Linked DNA regions of Mus musculus: region 1 is linked to region 2. The links are chromatin contacts, called in public promoter capture Hi-C maps. All regions are on one chromosome and are shown on one strand. The core of a region is the stretch at or near the end of the contact, and the rest is flanking DNA. Distances in the headings are between cores, read along the strand shown. Region 1 has its middle 8.4 kb from the start of Gm38876. Region 2 overlaps Vgll4 (vestigial like family member 4).

Region 1 (2,700 bases), core at 51-2,550, 90 kb after region 2:
CAAATTTAATTAGGGTAACTGCCCGCGCCCAGAAAGTGGCTTAAGGAAGCTCAGAACACTACCTCATCTCTTGTGTTTATGTAAAGAAGCAAAAGGAAGCTTGGGAGGTAGAGGGGTGTTCAGTGATGGGAGTGTGTGCCTAGCTCCATAGCAGATGCTCCAAAAGAGACCAAGAGATGGATCCTCAACACCCTGTGACACCCAATCTGGAAGAACTCTGAAATACTCAGCAGTGGCTAACCTCATCAGTTGTTCTGTTTATCTGAGACCAGATCTCATGTAGCCCAGGCTGGCCTCATGCTTGCTATGTAGCCAAGAATGACCTGCAACTTCTGATCCTCCTGCCTCCACCTCCAAAATACTGGGATTATCACTCCAAGCTAGTAGTTCCCCTCGTGGGGATGGTGTACTAGGAGAGAGTGAGAGAGAGAGAGAGTGAGAGAGAGAGAGAGAGAAAGAGAGAGATTTTCTTCTTTGTTTTAATCTTTAATTGGGTATCAAGCTTCTACAAACTTAATTTTCTCTGGTATTTCCAAGATAACCTGCTTGTGAGTTCTTGCTATTAAAAAAAAAAAAATCAAAAGAAAATGTTTCCTAAATTACAGTGTGCTGTGAAATACAATGAGATGAGGCTCAGAATAGCAATGGTTATTACAAGTCTGTTTCACGGGTGTTAAAAAAATCGATTCCACAGAGAGGAGTCACACTCCAGTGGCAATTTTATTGCCAATGAATGCTTCTTAAGTGCCTACCATATGCACCAAATGGTGTGTGCTTCTGCTTGGGACATAAGGCAGAAAGAAGGGAACTCACCCTCAGCAGGCAGAGGTTCCAATCAACGGACTCTCAGGATCCAGGCCTTTTGTTACAAGGCACTATTCTGACATCTTACTTCTCTGAAGTACAAATTAATGAAACCATGATTCTGTTAACTCAGAGACATAGACAGTAAAATAAATGGCCACACTCCAGCTTGGGGGTTCCTGATCAATTTTTCCCCTCACTTCAGGGAGCCAGAGTTCAGGCAGAGTTCAAGCTCCCAGGTGTGCCTATATATAATTCTTGTATACTACATCTCAACTGAAACTGCCTCCTGGCTACCTGGCTATCTGCTCAGGTCCACTTCTGCAGGCTGCATGCCCCAGTTAGCATTTCCACAGCTCATATGTTGGTCAGGCCTCCTAGTACGTAAGAGGACAAAGTCCTTAAAGCAGAGACATGTCCTCAAGGTTGTCCAACTGTGGGTCTCCGTTCGTTACCTTGGACCATACTTTCATCACAATGGACCTTACTGGAACCACACTGTACAGAGCGTCCCAGATCAGACCCACGATGAGGGCATGGGTCAAGCATGACATGGACTGCTCTCTCATGTATACCATCTTCAAACTGCTCTAAAGCTACAAATTGAGAGGAAAGGCAAGATAATGAGCAGAAAGCAAGGAGGAAGAAGCAAATACCATCCCTGCACGGGCTGGTCTGATATGGGGGCTCACAAGCCATCACCATCGGCCAGGCTGAGAAAATGCTGAGTGCATTTTCACTGGGGCACAATCTGTCATTTTGTCCCCTCTTCTTCTTTTTCTTGGTGGTGGTGGTTGTTTTGTTATTTGAGACAGGGACTCACTATATAGCTCGGGCTGTCCTGGAACTCACAACATAGACCAGGCTGGCCTCAAACTCACAGAGAGCCACCTGCCTCTGCCTCTCATGTTGTTGGGATTAAAGGCATGCACCACCACTTCCTGGCAAGATCTTTTATTTTAAAGTGGAGGTGGTTTTATTAAAATATTTTAATACATTCTTTAAGCATAGGGGTTAAGAGAAAGAGAGGCATTCAGAGAGAAAAGACACACCCTAGAACCCAGGAGTAGGGTTCTCAGAGAAGAGTCACCCAAAAGGTTTCAATCAAAGCAAACCAGTTATAAAATCTTATACTATAAAATACACAAGGAAAAAAATAACACACATTTTGTAAGCATCCCAATAAGACGAGATACCATATAAAAGACACCATAGTAGGAACCTGCAAGATAGATGGTGGATGTACTAGTTTGAATGAGAAATGCCCCCCGTGGTCCTAGGCACTTGAACACTTGGTCCCCGGTGGCGGCACTATTTGTGGAGGTTTAGGAGGTGTGGCCTTGAGGGAGGAAATGAGTCACTGGGGTGGACTCTGAGAGTTCAGTCTTAGCCTTGCCCATTTCCAGTTCGTACTCTCTGCAGCTTGATTGCACATCCACATGAGAGCTCTCAGCTTCCTATTCCTGCTGCCATGCTGTACCTGCCTTTATGAACTCTAACCCTCTGGAAACATAACCCCAGATACATTCTTCTACAAGTTACCGTGGTCATGATATTTTATCACAGCAATATAGAAGAACTAATGCAGTGGAAAAGACACTTGCCACCAAGCTAATGAATCGGGCTCAATCCCCAGAAGCCATATGGAAGAAGGGGAAAACCAAAGCATAACATCGCCCTCTGACCTTCACATATGTGCTGTGGCATGCACATACTCACACATATACAAATATCCACACAAACAAATACAAAAATAAAGACACAAAGGTACTATTATTCTGTCAAGTGCCTGGTCCCTTTATTTTGATCACTTTTTTAAACTACTAAATGAATAAGAATTTAAAAAAAAAAAAAAAAAGCTAAGGACACCCCAGCCTCACGGACAGTCCTGAGAGG
Region 2 (2,700 bases), core at 11-2,510:
GGACAGATAGCTGCATCAGTGGGTCCGGGACCCAGTCAGTGATACTTAACCACACCATTAAAGGGTAAAGCCCAAGAGTCTCTGTGGCACTAAATAACAATGGTGGATCCTGGAGCCCAGAGGGGCCAGGGACAGAGGTCCTTTTCTCTATGCCTCCTGAATCATGGCCAACTCAAGGTGCACACGTGCTCTAAAACAGTGTTTTAAAACTCACCACTAAGTAAATTTTAGGAAGAGAGGTTACAGCCTATAGCTTAATCCAGGGTTCCCACATGTCTCAGGCTATGGGGGAAAACTTACCACTGGGTGGTCTCCGGTAGCTGGCAGACCCAGGCGCAGAACAGCCACTGTGTGCGATGGGACAGTGAGAGAGGTTGCAGTTGCGGGCACCCGCGGATGCACAGGTAATCACAGAGGGCCGGTTCTGTGGGAGGGAGAACAGGTCAACTCCTCATCTACTGAGCGGAGCTGCCAGCGAGCCCAGCTCTCAGGCCAGGGACCTTCCCTGTTCCTCGGGCCCTCTGTGCTACACAACAGCAGGTCGAGAGGGGGAGACTAGACTGGGGTGGGGTCCCCTTCTCCAGCACCTGCAGGTGAGCCCCAACACACAGCATCTCCTAATGGCCAGGCCCCACCCTCCCCTGTTAGTGTGTACAAACACTGACCAGAAACCTAGGAATCACAGGCCCAGAGGCTCAGAGTCCATCAAGGGTCACACAGGGGACAGAAACACTCCACCCCACAGAAACACTCCACCCCACCCCTCCCTCTCATGCTGCCTGTGTGCTTTTAAAGTCTCTTACTACAGTCTTTGTTAGAAACCTTACCCTTTTGTTGTCTCTGGGGCTTTTTATGTGGGGCTGAAGCCTCGCACACTAGGCAAGTGCCCATGTCCTCAGTCTCCCTCTACCTATCTTGCTCTTTGTAAGTCAAGGCCTTATGAAGTTGCCTCAAACTTGTAATCCTCCTGCCTCAGCCTTCCAAGTACCTGAGATTATATGCCTATACTATTAGGCCTGGCCTTGTTTTTTAAATAGCATTAATTTCATTTTCCTCTAGTAGAAGTAATAGCAATAACAACAATGGCCTGCCTTACTCACAGGTTTATGACCACTAACTTTATAGGACCCAAGCCCCCAGCAACGCTCTGACATTTAACTTAGGCCTTATGAAATCATATGGGGGAAGGGCCGGCCTCTCAAGAGGATTGCTACACTGACCCCGAGGAACACAGTGCCAGGGAAGATGGGCATCCAAGCCAGGGCCAGGCACTCATCCAGATCAACCCTGCACTGTGCAGAGAGGAAGCCAAAGGAGTGAGGGTACCAACATCCCCTCACTTCAGGACTTCTGCTCGGGGTTCTCCATGGAGCTCTTAGTCCCCAACATCCAGCCTGATATGGCCACCTCCAGATGACATATACATACCTGCTGCCGCTCCACAGCTGACCTGCCTGTGTCACTGCTGTTCTTAGTCAGGGCAAGAGGCTGCTCCATGAGGCTGGGGAGAGATGCGTACAGGTGGCCACCATGCAAGCTCACGGCGGGGGCTGCAGCCCGTTCAATGGGACTGCGGCTCCGCTCCCGGGGATCTCTGCGGCAGTCTCCGTTGACAGTCTTATTCCTGAAAGACAGGGTCATGCTCAGAGGGGGGTGACGGGCAAAGGGGGCCCTGGGGAGGAGCCATGTGCTTTCTCCTAGGTGTTTCCATGACATTCCTACACTAACGCTAAGGGCAGGACCAACAGGTGAGTTGAGGAACCACGCCCTGAGTATAGGAGAGGCACCTGCGGGCGAAGCTGGCTTTGTGGCCTCCCTCCTTTCCTGCAGGCAGATGCTGCTGCCTGCCTACACACGAGATCTACTTCATGGTCAGCTTGGGCACAGTTGGTCATTGAAGGGTGGGAATGACCCAGAGAAATGGTGCAATCCTATAAGCCAGCTCTGGAGAGGGACCACAGTGATGTTTGCTCCTAAGCAGCAGAGGCCATTTCTACCTCTGTCCAGAGAGGACACTGATGACCAGTGTGATGGCTCTGCTTCTCGGTGTGTAAGATGGCAGCCAGTGGGCAGCACTTGTACCCAGAAGCCACAGCATCAGACAAGCAGAGGACAGCAGCTCCCTGGAGCTGTGCATGCCGGCACTGAATGTGGCAAATGCCCCATGGACCACAGGCCAGCTGCTCAATGCTGCCGCCGCTACACGGGCCTGTGGAGAGTGTCAATACAGCTATGGCGTGAGAGCCCGCAAGGCCCAGCTAACACAAGGTGTTCCAAGCTCAGCTCTGTCCTCCCTCCAGCCACTTATTCTAGAACCCCTTGGGGATTCTAGAATCCCTTCGAGTCTGTCCCTCTAACTGCCAGAGCTGAGTTGTTCAACTTTAAAATTGAAAGGAAAGTGGAAGATGGTTCCCAAGACTTCTGGACGTTCTAGGTTATTCTCTAAGCCCCTGCTTGGCCTGTTCTTTGCCATCAGGGAAGCAGGTCATGTGCCTATGGGCAAAAGGCAGCCATGCCTGCCTGCTGGGCCAGCCAAATGCAACACCACCAAAGGTCATACCACACACGTGACAGCCACACCTTTTATTAGTGACCACTTAACTTTCTTTTTTTTTTTTTTTTTTTTTTTTTTAAAGATTTATTTTATTGATTATATGTAAGTACACTGTAGCTGTCTTCAGACACTCCAGAAGAGGGAGT

Evidence for each region. Capture Hi-C pulls out chosen DNA fragments and counts their contacts.
Region 1: a contact with region 2 is called in a promoter capture Hi-C map of liver. The contact joins two enhancer-like sites. A contact is called at or near these places in 2 of 484 Hi-C or Micro-C datasets (liver and uterus), 6 of 115 datasets of contacts at active chromatin or transcription factors (double positive thymocytes, effector CD8 T cells, embryonic stem cells and 2 more) and 3 of 9 other capture datasets (adipose tissue, liver and pancreatic islet).

Annotation. Positions count from the first base shown.
Region 1 is chr6:114,952,556-114,955,255 of GRCm38.p6, forward strand. It overlaps a transcript of Vgll4 not described here. Among named protein-coding and RNA genes, the nearest start is that of Gm38876, 8.4 kb to the left of the region's middle. Within about 2 kb of position 1,301, at least 13 of the 459 cell types and tissues checked have an H3K27ac peak or open chromatin away from gene starts, as enhancers often do. A contact at or near this core is called in liver, where this site is marked.
Region 2 is chr6:114,862,456-114,865,155 of GRCm38.p6, forward strand. It overlaps Vgll4 (vestigial like family member 4), which reads right to left. Exons shown (of 5, transcript NM_177683.3): 3 at 1,429-1,624; 4 at 301-424. Among named protein-coding and RNA genes, the nearest start is that of Vgll4, 58 kb to the right of the region's middle. Within about 2 kb of position 1,261, at least 13 of the 459 cell types and tissues checked have an H3K27ac peak or open chromatin away from gene starts, as enhancers often do. A contact at or near this core is called in liver, where this site is marked.